2 separate regions of the Columba livia genome follow, and region 1 is linked to region 2. Evidence: chromatin contacts called from public Hi-C data. All regions are on one chromosome and are shown on one strand. Each heading gives the region's core, a stretch centred on a gene start, on an enhancer-like site or on the middle of the called end of the contact. The rest is flanking DNA. Distances are from core to core; before and after follow the strand shown. Region 1 overlaps JAZF1 (JAZF zinc finger 1). Region 2 holds the start of HOXA13 (homeobox A13).

Region 1 (3,968 bases), core at 1,161-3,660, 370 kb after region 2:
TTACACAGAAGAGGTAACATAGGAAAGCGAAACCTGAACCTCCCATTTATTTTTTCAGGTATAATACACATAAGACAAGAAGTGAGTATTACCACTCTTAAGAGTCTACAGAGTTGGCCTCTGAATTGTACGTTGCTTGAATACAGCTTATCCCATGAGGCCACAAGTAAGAACTACCTTCCTGCTATCAAATACTTAGGGAAAAGTACTTCTGTAACTACAAAAGATGAGGCCACGTGTTTGCACTTCTGGTAAATTTCAGAGAGCTTCCTCTAGCACAGAAGAGATGCAGTAAGAGTTTTCATTCAAAAATGCTAAATTACAGACCATAAAAGATATATAACATCAATACTACAGTCTTCTTTACGTGGTGGTTCTCTTTGTTATCATCACAATAACTTGATTTAACAGGTAAACGAAAGAGAGGGTTTGAGGTACAAAACCTAGCCTTTTAAGAAACATGAAGAATAGCTGCTTCTGTGGCGGTTTTGTTTCACTTTTTTAAAAAATGCAAAACTTGGGGATAAACAAGACAATCAGCGCAAAGAGCCATAAAGATTTAGCTCTCCACATGTCTTATTTCCACTTCGGAATAACGTGCTTTCAAATATTCTGGCTATTTCACCACTGTTGTTCTTGGTTTTGTAATTCTTAGTCAAGGAAACGAACATCACTAAGAAACTAGTAACTACATGTGGGAATAAACAGCTGAATCAGAACGTACTTTTTCCATTCCTCTATCATCATCGTCCAGGAACTGACGAAAGGGCCCACAACTGGTTTCTCTGTTGGGATAATCATCACCTCTGGGTTCATAAGATACTATCTGTCTTCTTTAAAAAATAAAGAAAAACATTAAATAATTAAAACCAGGACATGTAGGGCTCTGATGAAAAAAGTGGGGGGTAAAAAAGGACTAGTTCGAAATTTTGGTATAAAGGTTAAGCCAAATCAGTCAAATTCTGAGCTTCTCCTCGCATACACCAGTGAAACAGGGGCAATGCCTCTTACAGTGTGAGAGATGCCAGTTCAGAGCAAGAAGCAACTAACTTCGTGTTTGCTGGAGGAAACCTCTGTTGATATTTCAAACAAAACTAGTTTCTATTGTATTTACTTACAGGCGAAACTGCAGTACAAGAAAGCACCTAAATCTCTCTTTCCCACTTGTTGAACTCAACTGGGAACGTTCTCCAACTGTGCTGCAGAAACATGGCAGGGGAAGGCAACACCACGTTAAAACAAGCAATTCCAACCAGCCTCTGGGATGACTTGCACACTATTTCATTAATTTTTCACAGCAAATTGAGTGAGTTCTGGGGTGTGGCTGCTCGCCTAACACACACACCTGTGTACTTTTATATTGCCTTCATAAAACCAGATGCCTTTTCCTCATTTATTTATACAGTTCTAGGTTTCCTCTGGCTCCTCAGTAGAGAACTTCTTATCTAGAAAACCACTGCTATTCACTTCTAAAAGCCAAGAAGACAAAGTCTACACCAGCCAACTCACCACCTTCAATGGCAACATAATTACTGCCCAAATAACAAGCTCTTTCAGGAAATTCCTTGGCCTTCAAGGCAATGACTTGCACTGTACAAACAGTTTCTGCAGTGCTTAAAATTATACATTTTACTGCAAGGTCATAACAGAATCTGAAAAGAATAATTTGATTTCTCTTCCTAATGGTAACGGGCTAATTTATATATTTAACAGTTAAACATATTTTCTTCAGGTCTTTTCTAAGATTAAGGGTATCTATTTTCAATTAAGGTTCAGTCTTCTGCCAATATTTTTTGGTCTATTTGCAACTACTGAACAAGGAAGTGAAAATATAATTGCTAACATGGCTTAAGTCTAGAATAAACACATGATTAATAATATTTTATTTAGGTTTAGCCATATTTTTCTTAACCTTTATAGAAAATCTTGGACCATGGCATATTAATGAATTTTATTAGATTTCACGAGTTGTAGAAGATGCCTTTTATCAAACTAATTCCAAGTTTATTGCTGACAATCCTTTGCAATTTACACACTAATGAGAAATAAACATGATTCTAACAGGGGCTGTTCTTAGTACGTTTTATCCTAATCCACTACAACAGATTTTATTTGGCTCTTAAGTAGCAGGCTTCCCGTCTAGAACCCCTCAGCTATTTATGCGCAAAAGATCACGCTAACAACAGATTTCTGTAAAGAATGCAAGGGGACCTCTTGTTCTACTTCTACCCTTTCAGGGCTTGATTATTCTCATATGTTATAAACTGCATCTGGAACTAGGCAATCGTATATCCGTTTTCAGGTCCCACGTTCCTTTTCCACTTGTTGACATGGTCCTCCACTTACCCAAAAGCACGACAGAGCTCTCCCCAGTGCCCAGGCAATCGGGCTGGATAAATCAAAACTGATTTTAAACCCCCCACACATGTTTATCTTTAAAGATTCCTAAGGTACTTCTACAGAAAGTAAGGAGAAACAGCTTTACAGGATAAGTTATATATTCCTCATGTAAACTCCCTCAGCTAGTGCACATGGGAGAGGTAAGAGCACAGCCTCAGCCTCCCTCTGTCCTCCCCATTTTCACTTCTCAGGAGCATCTTATAACATAACAACCCCTCTAGTTCTAAACAGCCTTTCTGCAATTTCATGGCTAAATCTGGAAAAAACAAGCTACTTTTATGCACTATGTTAGTTTTATGTTTGTTTCATTCTTCAGCATCTTTATTATCCGCCAAGGCCTCATGATAACTGGCATTCTGCTTTGCAAATGAGAGGAGATGAACACTTGCAGAAAGTTACTCAAGAAGAGCTGAAAACAGGGTATAGGGTTCAGCACCCAGTCTTACATTTTTCCACATTGCCTTTCAGTAAGAAAATTGCAAACTTACATGCCCTTGTAAGCTATTCTTGCACTGTAACTCTGTCTTTCCATAAGGTTAAATTGTGGAAACTTTGGATTTTACAAATGCCTCCCAGCTGACGGTCCTGCCTTTTTTTTCATACTGAAGCAGCCAAAGCTAATGAAATTTTTAACAACATCAGGTCCCAAACTCAGTCCCTGCAGATGCAGTGTCACTGTAACATGGGGCTGCTACCGGAGAAGGCATCAGGCCACACAAAATCTCCCCCAGGTGAGGAAAACATCCAGCATCTGATGGTTGTCCCATCAGTAAACTGTCTGTTACCAGGAGTGGAAAACAGACATCTGCACCATGACCAGAATCGCGTTATGGGTCTGGAAATATAGAATGAGTAACACTAACTGAAGTGTTCTGCTAGTATCTTGTTCTACCACAATTCAGTCTTTGTATTTTGGTTAGTGACATTAAAAACTGCAGAGCACTTCTCTGCAATATGTTTAGGACTGCAAATATGATGAAGTTTGCTTGCCTGCATTTCAAAGCTAATCCTGAATTTAATATTTGTTTTTTCTGAAAAGTCAGCCTCTTTGTCAAGTATGCCTTGGATCCAGGTAAGAGATCTGCAGATATTACTTATTTTTCCTGGACATCACCTATTTCAAACTAGTTTATCTCAGGAGAAACTAAAGGAAGTCTCTGTCTAACTCCTGATGGTGACCCCATATGGATGTACCAAGTGTCTTTTATGTGTCTCCCACACCCCCCTCGGCACTGTGGTTTACACAAGGTGCTCAGCTCCCAGCGCAAGGCATATCTTTTAACAGAGGTTTGTGCCCCGAAGTGCAACGGTCCAAAATATTAAAGGAGTGCCCTAATGGGGCCCAGTAAAATTAAAACTTAGAAACAAAAAGAGGGAAGGGGGAAAGGCCCATTATTATGTTATCAATATTAGATGTCAGAAGTCAATAACACCATAATTACTGAATAACTATTGAAAAAGTGACATGACATGTTTTTTTTAACGGTTCTGAGAAACACTTAGAAATGTTATTGCTCATTCTTGCTCTTTACCAATCCTCTTGGACCCAGTCTCCAACTCTCCCACTG
Region 2 (4,174 bases), core at 514-3,013:
AAAAAGAGATACTCAACCTCCGGGACTTGACCAAGGCTGACGCGCCAGTGTCGCGCCAGGCCGGCCCTCATTGGGCCGCCCGCCCCCACGTGATATGCAAAGCAGCTGATAAACATCTGAAGGAATAAAGTGGAGATAATTAAATAATGCAATAACCGCGCGGGGCCGGGTCCCGGCCCGGGGGCGCGGGCACGGGCGCGGGCACGGCGCAGTCCTGCCGCCGCCGCGCGGGGCGAGGGCGCTGCGGGGGGGCCGCCCGTCCGCCCTCTCTCCCTCTCTCCTCCCTCCTCCCTCCTTCGTCCCTCCGGCCCTCCCTCCCCTCGCCACCGAGACGTGAGCATTTTGGTCCCGTTGTTGCCGCGGCGCGTTCCCCGAGGTGCGGGGCTCCCCCCCGGCACCCCGCCTGATTTCTCCCCTGCGCTGCTTTCCTCGGGCCCCGAGCGCCACGGAAGTCTCGGAGGCCTCCCCTCATCTCCGGGGAGAGATAAGCCGCACCCCCTTGACCCTCTTCCTCCCCCGGTTTGAACCGCCGCCTCTCCCCGGGGAGCGCTGGCGGGGCCCCGGCCGGGTGGCGCGGGGAGCCCGCCGCAAACTGCCGGGCCTGATAAAGGTCTCGAAGAGGAGTCTCACGGGGTCCTTTCTGGGTGTTTTCCTCCTTCCTTCCTGCCCGTTGAAAGCCCAGGACCCATCTCGCTCCTCTCGCCACAAAGCCTCAGGAGTCAGATAAGAGGAAAAGATCAGGAAATCCCGATTTTATTTGTTATTACCTTTCAGGATAGGCTCGGGGAGAGGGACGGTTAATCGGATCTCCATCGCGATTCCGCTGTATTATTTGTTGCTATAATAGTAAACCCCGGGGCCTACAATTCGTCTTGAATCTTCTTTGGCTGTAAAATATCACGTTGGCTTGTACAGTGTGCATATGGACCCACGGTGCTTTTTTGTGCTGAGAAATGTATTTTGGCTGGTTTTGTTGTTTGTTTTTGTTTTTGTTTTTGGTTTTGGTTTTTTTTAGGTTTTACTTCTCTGCAAGTGAAAGCTAGGAAAAACAATCGTATTCCCTTTTAATGATAAATGTTATAATTTTTCACTGGGCAAAATAATTTACATTTTTAATATTCCACGCACCTCTCAGCGGCGCGGATGCGTTTCCCTCCAGCATTCAGCTATTCGCACACAACCTTGAAGCTATTCGCGCACAACCTTGAGCTCAAAACGCTCTATCAATAAACTTGACCTAAAGCAGCGTTCGTCTCATCGTTAGCAGCGCTCAGTCCTCACGCCTGTGGACAAAACAGCCCCAAATACTTCCATCCTGAAAACTAATTTTTTGGTGTTTTGTATTTTTTTTTTTTTTTTTTTTTTTTTGCAATTGCATGTTGCTTTGTTTTGCGCCTGACAGCTCGGCGTATTTATTATCCTATTGTGCTTCCTATTGACGTTGTAGCATTGTTTTGCCCGCATGGCTACAAGCGCAGAGCAGTCCCGGGACGTACATTGTTACCGAGCAGGCTTTTCCTTGCCTAGCGCAGAGCTGCCAACCATGAGAAACAGCCTTTTGGCGCCCATGGATTTTTTTCAAGGTGCTTTTTGCCGTGCGATGGGTTGGGATACCTGAAGTCGCTGTCATTCCCCTGATAATTTGGCAACATTTTACCCGCTTTTTTCCTTCGTTGTAGCCAATAAAGAGTTCCCATTTTGACTTCGCATACTCTTTTCCGCATTCTTCCTCATGCCCAAAAGCAAATATTTATTCCCCGCATATTTTTCCTTTTCTTTCAAGCTCCAGTTTTGAAACCTGTAGATTCCCCCGGCCAAACATTGCTCTACTGGCATGAATTGGGTCGATTTGTTTCCCTCTAGTTTCTCGTGGCTGCTTCTGAAAATCGCATTGCAGCGGGGCGGGGTGGGGGGGAGAGGGGGGAAGGGAAAGCAGCTCTATGGGGCAGCTCTGTTTTACATACGGGTTAGAAACGGCTAGAGGCCAAGGTCAAGTTGAAAGTTGCAGTCTAGCCAATGTGAGAACTGTCATTCACAGTCCGAAGATCTGTCTGATTTGCTAAAAAGCGGGTAGCCATGAGACCACTAATCTCCCCACTCACCTCTCCCCCCCTCCCCAGTCCGCTCCCCTCTCCAAACTCTCCCTCAGCCGTGGAGCGTTTCTCGCTGCCATGCATCTACTTTTCAAACCCCTTTCCATAAGGAGGGAGAAGCCATGTGAAACTATAGATTTCAGCCCCAGTACAAACTATACAAGTGGTGGAAGGTTGGGAGGGGAGCAAAAGAGGGGAGGAGGGGGGGCGTGTATCCGGTCGGCTGAGTTTTTGCTGGTTGTTTTTTTGTTTTGTTTACCCGCTTGGGGCTGTTCCAGCCCTGTGTGCGAAAGGGAGATCAGATTAAAGAGCTCTCTTTTCTCCCTTCTCTCCATCTCTCTCTCGCTCTAGAGCTCTGTTTAATCATGAGGGAAGAGGGCCGTGCTTTTCACTGCTGATAGGAGCAGTGATACAACTATCCCCTTCCCCTGTTTGCCATGATGTGGGTGGGAATCAGAGAATGGGACCGTTTCCTCAAAATAGGCAAAATGGCATCTGCAGGGTGCGTATGCAGCAGCAGAAAAATGGTTATTACCGGACACGCGAATTTACGCCTTTGTTTTGCTTTCCGAGTTTGACTGAATTTAACGAACTATCGACATCGAGAGAGGAGGAAAACCTCGTCAACTATTTTCTCTCCCTCCGCCCCAATACCCAGTTTTCATTCCCCAGCTTCCTGCCTTAATAGGTATCTCCGATTAGATATTATAACGGAACCGTGAGGGCTGAAAGCATCGAGCAGAACAGATGTTCTTCGAAAATCATGGACCCTGTAATGAACACCAGGGATAAAAATATGCCCGAACTTACCCCTCAGCCTTGAACATATACTGCTCCTTACCAATTGTGGAGGAGCTTTTATTTTTTACAGTTTAAGGCTTGGGATGCGGTAGATAAATTAAGCAAAACTAAGAAAGAGTTTACTCAGCGCCACTGATTCGCTTGGGCAAGCTCTATAAAAGCTTCTTTTTGGAAAACTAACTTGCTAATTGAATGCTTCCATGCACGCGACCGACAGACCAGTCGATGCTTCTTCCAAGATTTTTGTCTCTTTCATGGGAAATAAACATAGGATACAGCAAATCCAAACGTATAGTAAAGCCACAACATTTTCTAAGAGATTTGATGCAAACCTCCAAACTGCTTTGCATTTATATAGCATGTAAAATATTTTTGAGAGAAACACATCTATAAAATCGTTTCCCCTAAAACGAGTATTAATTCCTTGGGGAGCAAGAGGATGAACAACCATGTTCAGTAGGAGGATTTTAAAACGTGTTGAAGCCTTTCAGAGCTAGGCAATTTCTATCTGGTTTTCCTGTTCGGGGGCAGTCACCCCTCGCAATGCACGGCCATGCCTATTTCAGGTATTACAAAATCTTTTAGTGGCATTTGCTTCTCTTGGCTGCACTGAGAGCGATCAGATGCATTTAGCCCACTCCGCAGGTGTAAGCAAGGGCAGAATTTGGCCCTTACAAGTGCTTTGAACCAAGCAACTGTGTGCTCCTGACACCAGGAAACCAAAGGTAGTCTTGCCGCAGTGAGGACTGTAGGATTTTGGCCTTAAACGAGAAAGTGTAAATTATTTGTAAATGTCCCCATGTGATAGGAATACGGCCACTTATTTTACTGAAGAGGCCTTAAAATTTATATTTTCTTAGGGAAACCAAAAGTCCTTTCAGCTGAATGTCAGGTTTTGCAAATATGGAGTTTGTCGGCAGAGTACCTAGAAGGCTTTTTTCCCAAGCCAGACTTTGTGTGATAACACAAAGAGGCACTCTCCGGAGCCCTGCACGGGAATGCCTGACCGAGAGGAATTCGGATTCCTTGTAGGATAATCACAGTCATACAAATACAGAAAAAAAACCCGTCGCCCAGGGTAATCCACTCTTACTTTTTCATCCACTGCTTCGAGCTAATTAATGAACACGAAAAAAACACAAATCCGTGGCTGAGTGTTGTACATATATGTTTGCCACAGAGTTAAATCGCTCTAAACCCGCTAAAATATCTTAGCTGATAATGGAGGGGCTAGAGGGTCATCTCAGTTATTAATAATAATCTCCATCTTGCACAGCCCA

Evidence for each region. Hi-C and Micro-C count contacts between places; a contact is called where the count stands out from the background.
Region 1: a contact with region 2 is called in a Hi-C map of crop, with 4 times the contacts expected there. The contact joins the enhancer-like site here to the promoter of HOXA13 in region 2.

Annotation. Positions count from the first base shown.
Region 1 is chr2:36,752,766-36,756,733 of bColLiv1.pat.W.v2, forward strand. All of the region lies in intron 2 of JAZF1 (JAZF zinc finger 1), which reads right to left. Among named protein-coding and RNA genes, the nearest start is that of TAX1BP1, 120 kb to the left of the region's middle. Within about 2 kb of position 2,411, at least 1 of the 3 cell types and tissues checked has an H3K27ac peak away from gene starts, as active enhancers do.
Region 2 is chr2:36,379,638-36,383,811 of bColLiv1.pat.W.v2, forward strand. It overlaps HOXA13 (homeobox A13), which reads right to left and starts at 1,764. Exons shown (of 2, transcript XM_065051395.1): 1 at 1-1,764.